2 separate regions of the Arachis hypogaea genome follow, and region 1 is linked to region 2. A link is a contact called in public Hi-C data. All regions are on one chromosome and are shown on one strand. The core of a region is the stretch at or near the end of the contact, and the rest is flanking DNA. Distances in the headings are between cores, read along the strand shown. Region 1 has its middle 18 kb from the start of LOC112712027. Region 2 holds the start of LOC112712025 (2-oxoglutarate and iron-dependent oxygenase domain-containing protein CP2).

What was found. A called contact is a pair of places that touch in the nucleus more often than the background predicts.
Region 1: a contact with region 2 is called in a Hi-C map of leaf, with 7 times the contacts expected there. The contact joins the enhancer-like site here to the promoter of LOC112712025 in region 2. A contact is called at or near these places in 3 of 8 Hi-C or Micro-C datasets (all in leaf).

The regions. Positions count from the first base shown.
Region 1 is chr9:112,928,612-112,933,049 of arahy.Tifrunner.gnm2.J5K5, reverse strand. No RefSeq gene overlaps it. Among protein-coding and RNA genes, the nearest start is that of LOC112712027, 18 kb to the left of the region's middle. Within about 2 kb of position 2,524, at least 2 of the 3 cell types and tissues checked have open chromatin away from gene starts, as enhancers often do.
Region 2 is chr9:112,868,476-112,872,837 of arahy.Tifrunner.gnm2.J5K5, reverse strand. LOC112712025 (2-oxoglutarate and iron-dependent oxygenase domain-containing protein CP2) reads right to left here and starts at 2,553. Exons shown (of 9, transcript XM_025764800.3): 1 at 1,724-2,553; 2 at 1,316-1,363; 3 at 854-1,030; 4 at 610-760; 5 at 424-510. The coding sequence starts at 2,161.

The DNA.
Region 1 (4,438 bases), core at 1,275-3,774, 60 kb before region 2:
ATTTATGACTTCCTTCACAATTTTGGGCGGCTAACCTTTTCGATATAGAATTTGTTTTTATCAAAAAAAGACCATATTTAATTACATTTGAAAGTACAACTTTTATGTGCCTATAAATAGGAATATGATATGAAGCAAATGACACAACAACAGTAATAAACAAATCAATTCTCTCTCTCTCTCTTTACGTTCTAATTTTACTAAATATTTCTCTCTCTTTATATATATACATTACAACATATAATATTAGTAAATACGTATATAAATTATTGTTATTGAACTAATTATATTAATATTAGAATTTTTTTTCTACATCTTTATTTTATATTTAGTATATCTTTATTTATTTTACAACAGAAATCAGTATTTTAAAATAGTAAATTGTCTATTTTTCTTTTATCACGAGTTCAATTCCCTTAGAAGTTAGAACTCTATATAGTTAATGTTGTAATTTCTTTTAATAAAAGAATAATTCATAAAGTCAAATTATTTGGCATCAAATTGAGTGATGAAAATTTTTTGTTGTTATCTCTTCAATGCTTTTTAAATATAACGTCTTTTTTAAAACTAGAGATATCTCTGAATCGTCAAAGTGAATCTTTGGACTTTAATGCACTTGGGTTTGATTTTTAGTCGTATTACAATTTATAAGTTGCAAAATTTGTGTTGATAGCTATGGAAAAGGAGCAATTTAGATTGTGAGAAATGCGTAAATGTCCAATTTCATTTGAAATTATTGTATTGATTTGTTCTAATCTGATGCTAAAACCAGCTTCTTCTTCATGGACTACCGCTTCAATGCCTTCTCGAATGGTGAAAATATTTAATTTTTCTCAATCTGACTTTAGTAATATTTATATTAATATTGTTAGTAGTTTCAATTTACTCATTTGCATTTTTTTAGAAACCACGATTGGGTAACAATAGAAAAAAAAGTTTCTCTACTAGTTTTTTTTATAAGAAAATTCTCTACTAGCAAATTGATCTCTCCACTATCTCAAAATACAAGAATGTACCATGGACTTTGAAGGTCTTGAAAAAAAAAGAGAAAGTATGAAGAGCTAATGAAATATTTGTACAATGTGTATAATGGAGGTTTATGGAGTATTAGAGATATAACTATTAGTGTTACCTTTTCGTATCAGCTGAAGCTTTTGAAATAAGTGGTATCATGATATGATATTAGAGTGCTAGATCCAAAAGGTCAAGAGTTCAATATGGAGGATGTTCATTTTATAACTTAATAGTCCATTGTACATATTGTATAAATAGTCTATTGTCTCCCTAGCGGATCCAAAAAAAAAATTCACAGAAGAAAGCAGAAAGTTCCTTAAACGATTATACTCACATAATCATCTGATAATTTGAAGTTATTCATCTGTGAAATTTTTGGACAAGTCAAATGAGGAAGTCAACACATGAATCCAAACTTTACTATGAACGATAATTCAATCAAATTCTGATTTTCATTTCCCTATAACTTTTGCGAATTGATAAGTATCATCTCTAGAATTATTTTCAATTCATTACAGATTGTAAATTGGCTTAGATAATATAACATATTTATCCATAAAATACTAAAATGCAAAGCGAAAATAGTTCAGTTCATCCGACATATGTGTGTGTGTGTGTTTTTTTTTAATTTTCTTTTTGGGTGTATGTGTGCTGGGAACAACGAGGAGATGGAAAAGAGAATAACCCAAAATGGAAAAGCCCTTAGACGTAGACATATAAATAGTTACAACGTAAAAAACATGGAATGGAGTGGGTTGGCTTACCTTACATTGGATTCTATATTCTGCTTAGCAACATCCACTTCAAGACAAGGCCCACAGTGAAGGAACTTTTCTCCAATCAATGTGAAATCCGTGTTCACATACAAACTTACAATATATTTATAACCCTAAAAGTGAATTCCATCATGCATAGTCACACTCACACGACACATACTCACATTGTTATTACTTATTAGTGGTACGTTAATTAATAAATTTAATTTCAATGCACGGTTAGTATAAAATTATTTAATATTATATTAGTAAAAATAACTATTTTTATATTATTTACGTAAATAATTATTAAAAAAATAATTATAAATATTATAAAATTATTTATTTTAAAAATTTAAATTAATAAAAAATATAAATAATTATATTTTTAATAATATTATTTTTTTTGAATTTGTTTAATTTTTATAATATAAAATTTTAATATTATGTCAAAAAATCGTTCATCTTAAAAATTTAAATTAATAAAAAAATATAACATAAATAATTATATCTCTAATAGTGATTACATAATTAATATAATTCTTAATCAATTAAGCTAATGAAAGGCAAAAATGATGGCACGAAGCTAAGGTTAAAAAGGGAAATGCGAGTTTTTGCATTCATGCGGGATCCAATGTCGTTTTGCATTGGAAGAGACCCCCTCACGCGCCGCTTACTTGTTGCATTGCACGTGCTCTATCCTTGCTTAGAGTCGGGTTAGTACTAAGTAGAATTAATGAATTATCCTAAACCTAATGACATAATTATGACGTAATGCTGAGGTATATCGTCTAAATTCTTATTTTTATAACCTACAATATCAAAACTGTATTATGTAGTATTTTTCTAATTGAAATACATATTAAATAATATTATACGAATATATAGTGTTTTTCTCTTATGATTGTCGTTACCTTGACGTTTGTTTATTTCTCTTTGCTATCACAGTGAAAATCAAACCAAGACGCAACATCACAATGATTTGGCATTATTCATAATGTCAACAACTTCATTCCTTTAATTTCAACACAATTTGGGCCACATACACCTCTTTATTAAATTCAATTTGGAGAATTCGTTGTACCAATCATGATAGTGAGGTTTACAGTGCACTTGTTACAATTGCCGGATGAGATAAATCTCAAAATAGTTTTTGAAGTTGCACTTAGTCTCAAAATAATTTCTAAAATTAATAATTTTTTAAATTCGTCCTTAAAATTGCACTCCAAAATTCATAGTAGTTCTTAAAATAATTTCCGTCCGTTCTTATTATGGAAAACTGAGCTGGACCGAAACAACATCGTTTTATATTTATTTGGAAAAAAAAACCTAATCTCCAATATGACGTCGTTTTATATTTATAAAAAAAACTAATCTTTATCTTCACCAATTCTCTTCTTCATTGATGTTCTTCTTCTTTTTCAATTTCATAGAAGCAACAACAACATCTTCAGAAACAACAAAAATCACATAATTGAAAAAAACTAACAATTACAAAAAATCACAAAAGAGAACCAACAACAATTAGAAAAGATCAATTAACCTAAATAACTAGCATCAATCAACCTAAATAGCAACAATCACAAGCAATAATTACAGAATCAAGAACACAAAAAATCAACCATGACAGCTACATTAAAACACAATTATCAGCAGTAATAATCATCCAAAATATTAAACAATAATGATTCAATAACTAAAAAAAAATTAAAAAAACTCACCTTTGTCGCAGAGAAGAGAAGAAGGATGCAGAGGGAGACAGAGAGGAGAATAGAAAGCAGACGGCGACAAATAGGGAGGGGCTGTCAGCCGGGACAATGGAGAGCGCTTGGAACTAGCGTGAGAGACATTCTGTTTGTGGCCTGGAGCGCCTGCCTCGTTGTGAAGCTGTTGGTGGATTTTGGAGTTGCCGGCGAGTGCGGCGGGTTTGAGAGCGAAGACGACAGCGACGAAGGGTTGGGGGCAGTTGACGGAGCGCTTGAAAATAGTGAAAAAGTGTGAAATCTGGATGGCAAGGTCGGAGAGCACCTCGATCTCGTGGTGGTGCGAAGAAGCAGATTGGAAACGTGAAAGACTAGGTAGGGGAGAGACAATTGGCACGACACCGAAATGGAGGCCGGCGACAGAAAGGGTTGAGGAAAGCTTGCTTGTGAGGGAGAGAAGGGGAAGGGAAAGGGCAAATTGGGGAAGGGGAAGGGGAAAGGGAAGGGTTGGGGAAGGGAAAGGGAAGGCTCGGAGAAGGATGGAGTTTCGCGTGTTTTATTTATTTATTTTTTTAAATAAATGTAAAACTATGTCGTTTCTAATGTTTCTTTCTTTTTTTTTTAACTTCTTAAAACGACGTCGTTTTAAGATTCTAACGAACGAAAAATTCTTCAATAACTACTATGTGTCTCGGAGTGCAATTTCAGGGACGAATTTGAGAAATTATTAATTTTAAGGATTACTTTGAGGCTCAAGTACAACTTTAGGAACTACTTTGAGACTTATCTCGTTACCGCATGGCATAAATTAATGTGGATTGGAAAAATAACAAAAAAAAAAAAGAAGAGAAAAGGAATCAAAACCGCTGACTTATTCTAACTATGCTTTTGTAATGTTGTTGCTTTAGTTTTCTTTTTTGAGCTATTATTGTGGTGGCCAAATCTATAGTAAAGTGGTGATGATTG
Region 2 (4,362 bases), core at 1,304-3,803:
CAATACAAGAAGGAAATAGATTGAGTATACTATTAAATCAGCAAGAGGAAAATATCTAACCGCATTGAACAGTAAATATAAGGCAACAAGAGCCCATCTTTTGTTAGACTGAACTTGAATTTTAAAAATAAACATAAATTGGACAATAACTGAAATTCAGTCAGTCAGGACAGAGAAAAGATATCCTACTAAACTCAACAAATCTGACTGGCATCTATGCATTTCATAGAATCATCGGAGCTCTTAACACTAAACGCTAAAGTAAATACCATAAAGAGTATTGTAAAGTGAGTTAATATTAAACCCTGAGTAGAATTGCTGGAAACAACATGCATATAACTCATCTTTGAACAAAAAAAAAGTTGCAGATTCCAAGCCTTAGGCAATAAGAAACTCACAAGAATACTGAGCTTCAAAACCTACCAAGTTCTCTATCCCTGTGGATCCCATATTCAACAATAAATCCATGATGAGTGTCCAGAGAGCATCCACCGAATTCAGCAAAGAAAACTACAAAATTTCAAATTGCAAGGGTAAGTACACGAACTTGTTTACTTAGTTTTTCTTTATGTTAATTCTGAGTCTCTCATGAAGATAAACAAAAATAACCTCGTGATAAGGGACGTATGAAATCTTTCATCAGTTTATCAAGCATGCTTTCCATGCCAAAGTCATCAAGAACAACACCAAATTTATTCATTGTATTAGGTCGCATGATTTTGATTTTGGACTCGTGGACCCATCTTTCAAAATTATCCACCTAAGCAATCAAATCTTGATGAGAAAACATAAAATGCAAATGTAGAGCAGATATGATAACACACTTTAAAGGGAGCGGAAAGAATTGTGATACCTCAGATACCAACATTTCACAAAACTCTGGTTGAAGCATTTCAAATGTATAAATTCCTCTTGTGGGTTCAGCCAGTATTCGTCTAAAACCTGCTTCCGTATTTTCTCTAATTGCATCGAGAAACGAGGGCACAAAAAAGTTTTCAGCATCCATGGTATATATCTCCTTATATAATGGCTACAAAAGAAAGGTGCAGTCAACAATTGGTAAGATCATGAATAATTAGCACGCACATGCCACATATAGAGAAGAAGACAAGATAACAGTTCTCAGGTCAGCAAATTCTGGCATCAAAATGGGATCGTTTCAGGTTCCAAAAAATAAGTGCCAAATAAAAGGTGCCTCCATCAGAAGTCTTAGATTATCCCATGAACAGCATTCCAACAGTTAAAGATCATAAATGAAACCATCAAAATTTAGTTAGAAAGGGACAAACCAAAACCCATTCCCAAGAAAACTTACTTGATAAGTGGACATGATCTTCTGCCTATATTCCTTGTGCTTTTGAATCTGTTCAGTCCAACACAGAACAACAAAATGTGAAAAATGTGAACAACAAAATAACGCCAAAGGCAAAAACATAGCACAAAATAGGGGGAAAACGTGAAGTATTCATATCACTGCAAAAAGGGGATTGAAATTTGAAACAGAATAAAAATTTCTCCTTTCCCACTCCAAAAACAATAAATACACAACATCTTCCGCTAAATTCTCTCATAATCTCCCCAAGTCAAAGCAACACTGCATTTCCAATCAAGGGCAACATCAAAATCAAGTTTTTATACAAAACCACGCGCCACCCAAATTCAAAAACCCTTACTTTCCAACAAATTGAACAAAACAGAGAAAAGCTGGGAAATTGAATGATACCCGAACACGATCACCCTCAGAGGAATATCGCATGAGAATGCTACTCATATACTGAGCCTTAACATCACGCGGCTTGTTGAGCATGTCGGGTGGCATGTATTGCTCCAGCGAGCTGAACACGCGTGGGTCGAACCCCAATTGCAGGTCTTCGTAGTTATCGGGCTTGTGGTCTTGCTTTGGGTCCGAGCGCAATCGCGTCGAACATGGCGTCAACGATAACCTCTGATTCTGTGGCCCAGCCACGTGTCCGTTTGCGATGATGTTGGTGGACACGCGGGGGTGTTGTTCCAGCTGTTGTTGTTGTTGTCGTTGGTGTTGTTGGTGTCGCTGCTGAAGATGATGCTGCTGCTGAATAAGAACCTGCTGCTGTTGCTGCTGAAGAAGCTGAAGCTGTTGCTGATAGGTTATGCGGGGAAATGAACCGTTTTGATGAGCCATTTTTGAGAGAAAAGAGTGAAAAAGAATAGGGCTTTATTATATGTTATGAGAACATTGAGGGTGGTTTAGGGTTCAGAGCAAGTAACGTTCAATTTTTGAGAGCGGAAGAGAGTCTCTGACTCAGACTCACTTCCATGTGGAAGCTCTTCTTCTCTTGTCAGTCGCTCCTTTCTCACTGCTGAAACCTCAAGATCTTAATCAACATAAAAACCACAATTAATTATTCGTCCAAGAATATAATTTGAAGGGTCACTCGTTTTGTAAATTAGTCATAAAATATATTTTTAATCAGATTTATTTTTTAAATATTTTAAAATTTTTTTGGTGACTAAATATTTTAAATTAATTACGTTAATTTTTTTATGAACGGCATTAGAATTTATTAATGTGATAAGTTTAGGAATAACAATACTACTCGAATATGTGGTATTCATTCTATTCCTACCCGTTCAGAGCGGGTATCGGGGCAGATTTTTAGTGGGGCGGGTTCTTAGAAGGGGCAGAGCAGGTTTAGGTAATACCCGTCCCTATCTGCCCCGCTATATATATAATATATATAATTTTAATATATAATATGTATAATATATAAAATAATTAGTAAATAATTAATAATATTGTATTATATTTAAATTTTTACTTTAATTTATGTTATGTAGGTGTTGATGGTTATATAAATTTTGAAATTAAATTTTATTTATTGAATTTTAATAATTATAGAGGCGGGTAGAGGCGGGATGGGTTAGGGTTCAACATTTTATTACCCACGGGTAGAAGCGGGACGAGTTCTATACGCGTTGATGTACGGCGGAGCGGGGTCGGGTAGTGCAAAAATCCGCCCCTACCCACCGCGTTGCCACCCTAAATAAGTTAAGTAATATTACAATACACATATAAAAAAATTGAATTAATTATTAACTTGATAAGTTTATGAAATTATATCAAATCAAAACCAAACGAAGAGAAGAACTTAAAACTCTCAAATTCTTTAATTTGGGGTTAGTTTGATTTAATTTTATAAATTTATTATGTTAGCCGCTTATTAAGATTATTAGGTATGTATTGCGGTGTCTTTTAACATCGTTAATAACGAAAGTATTAGAAAGACTAAAATAACTGACTTAAAATTTTTAAAAAACAAATTTATTTTTTTTTCAAAAACTAATTTAAAGAACTAATTATAATATGTATATTTCATTAAGCCAAGATAATTGTCTATATTTGAATGTTTTATTGATAAAAGATTTATTTAAAAGAAAAATTATTGAAAATCTAAAATTGTCCTTTTAATTATCATTTTTATTTTTTTAATTTTAAAAAATATATATTTTTGTATTCATTTAGTATTTAAAAATAATTAAAAATAAATTAAGACTCTTAGTTATTACTTATTCAAAAACTATTGAATTTTTTATTTTGATATTTTGAGCTGATTTATAAGTGTTAAAAATAACTTTTATTTTGGGTCTAGATCAAAATATTATAAAACTCTCTTTTTTTCAAATTTTTATTTTTACTAAAGATAGAGAGACTCAAATCCCAACTTCTTAGATAAGTATAGAAAAATTATATCATTTGAGCTATAAACTCATTGGGATAAAACCCTATGTTTGCCCATAATTGAATGTTACTATATAATTTTTATTTTCTATGTTTTTCTGTCCTTTTTATATAATTAGATATGATAAAAACTTTAATTCCCAGAATACGCACTGTAGGAAAATGTTACTGAAATATGCAGGCCCAAGTCTTGCCCACCGCCCACGAAATGGGTTTCATTGTGATTTTAGGTGAAGCGCCCACGGAATGGAACAAGAAGCAGCAGGTTCCAACTCTAGGGCGGCGGCCACGAAATGGTCCAGGTGCCATTTTGTGGTTGTCACCCGTGAAATGGGTGACATCTGGGATGGCGGCCAGGAGTTGGCTCCAATTCAGCTGCAGCGCACTTGAGTTGGAACACTTCTAGTGTACTGGACACGAAATGGGATCGTGGTGTGCCTATATAAACGCTGTTGGATGAACCACGGAGGAAGCCATTTTGTATCCATTCTCCTCTTACTCTCCAATATTCTCTCAAGTTCACAAGCTTCTTTCTCTCTTAGAATTTTTTGGGTATTCAGATTGGTTTGTTTTATATATGACTTCTGAGAACGTGTATTTAATTATATATCCCAATGAAAAAATTTCTCATACAGCAGAAGGGA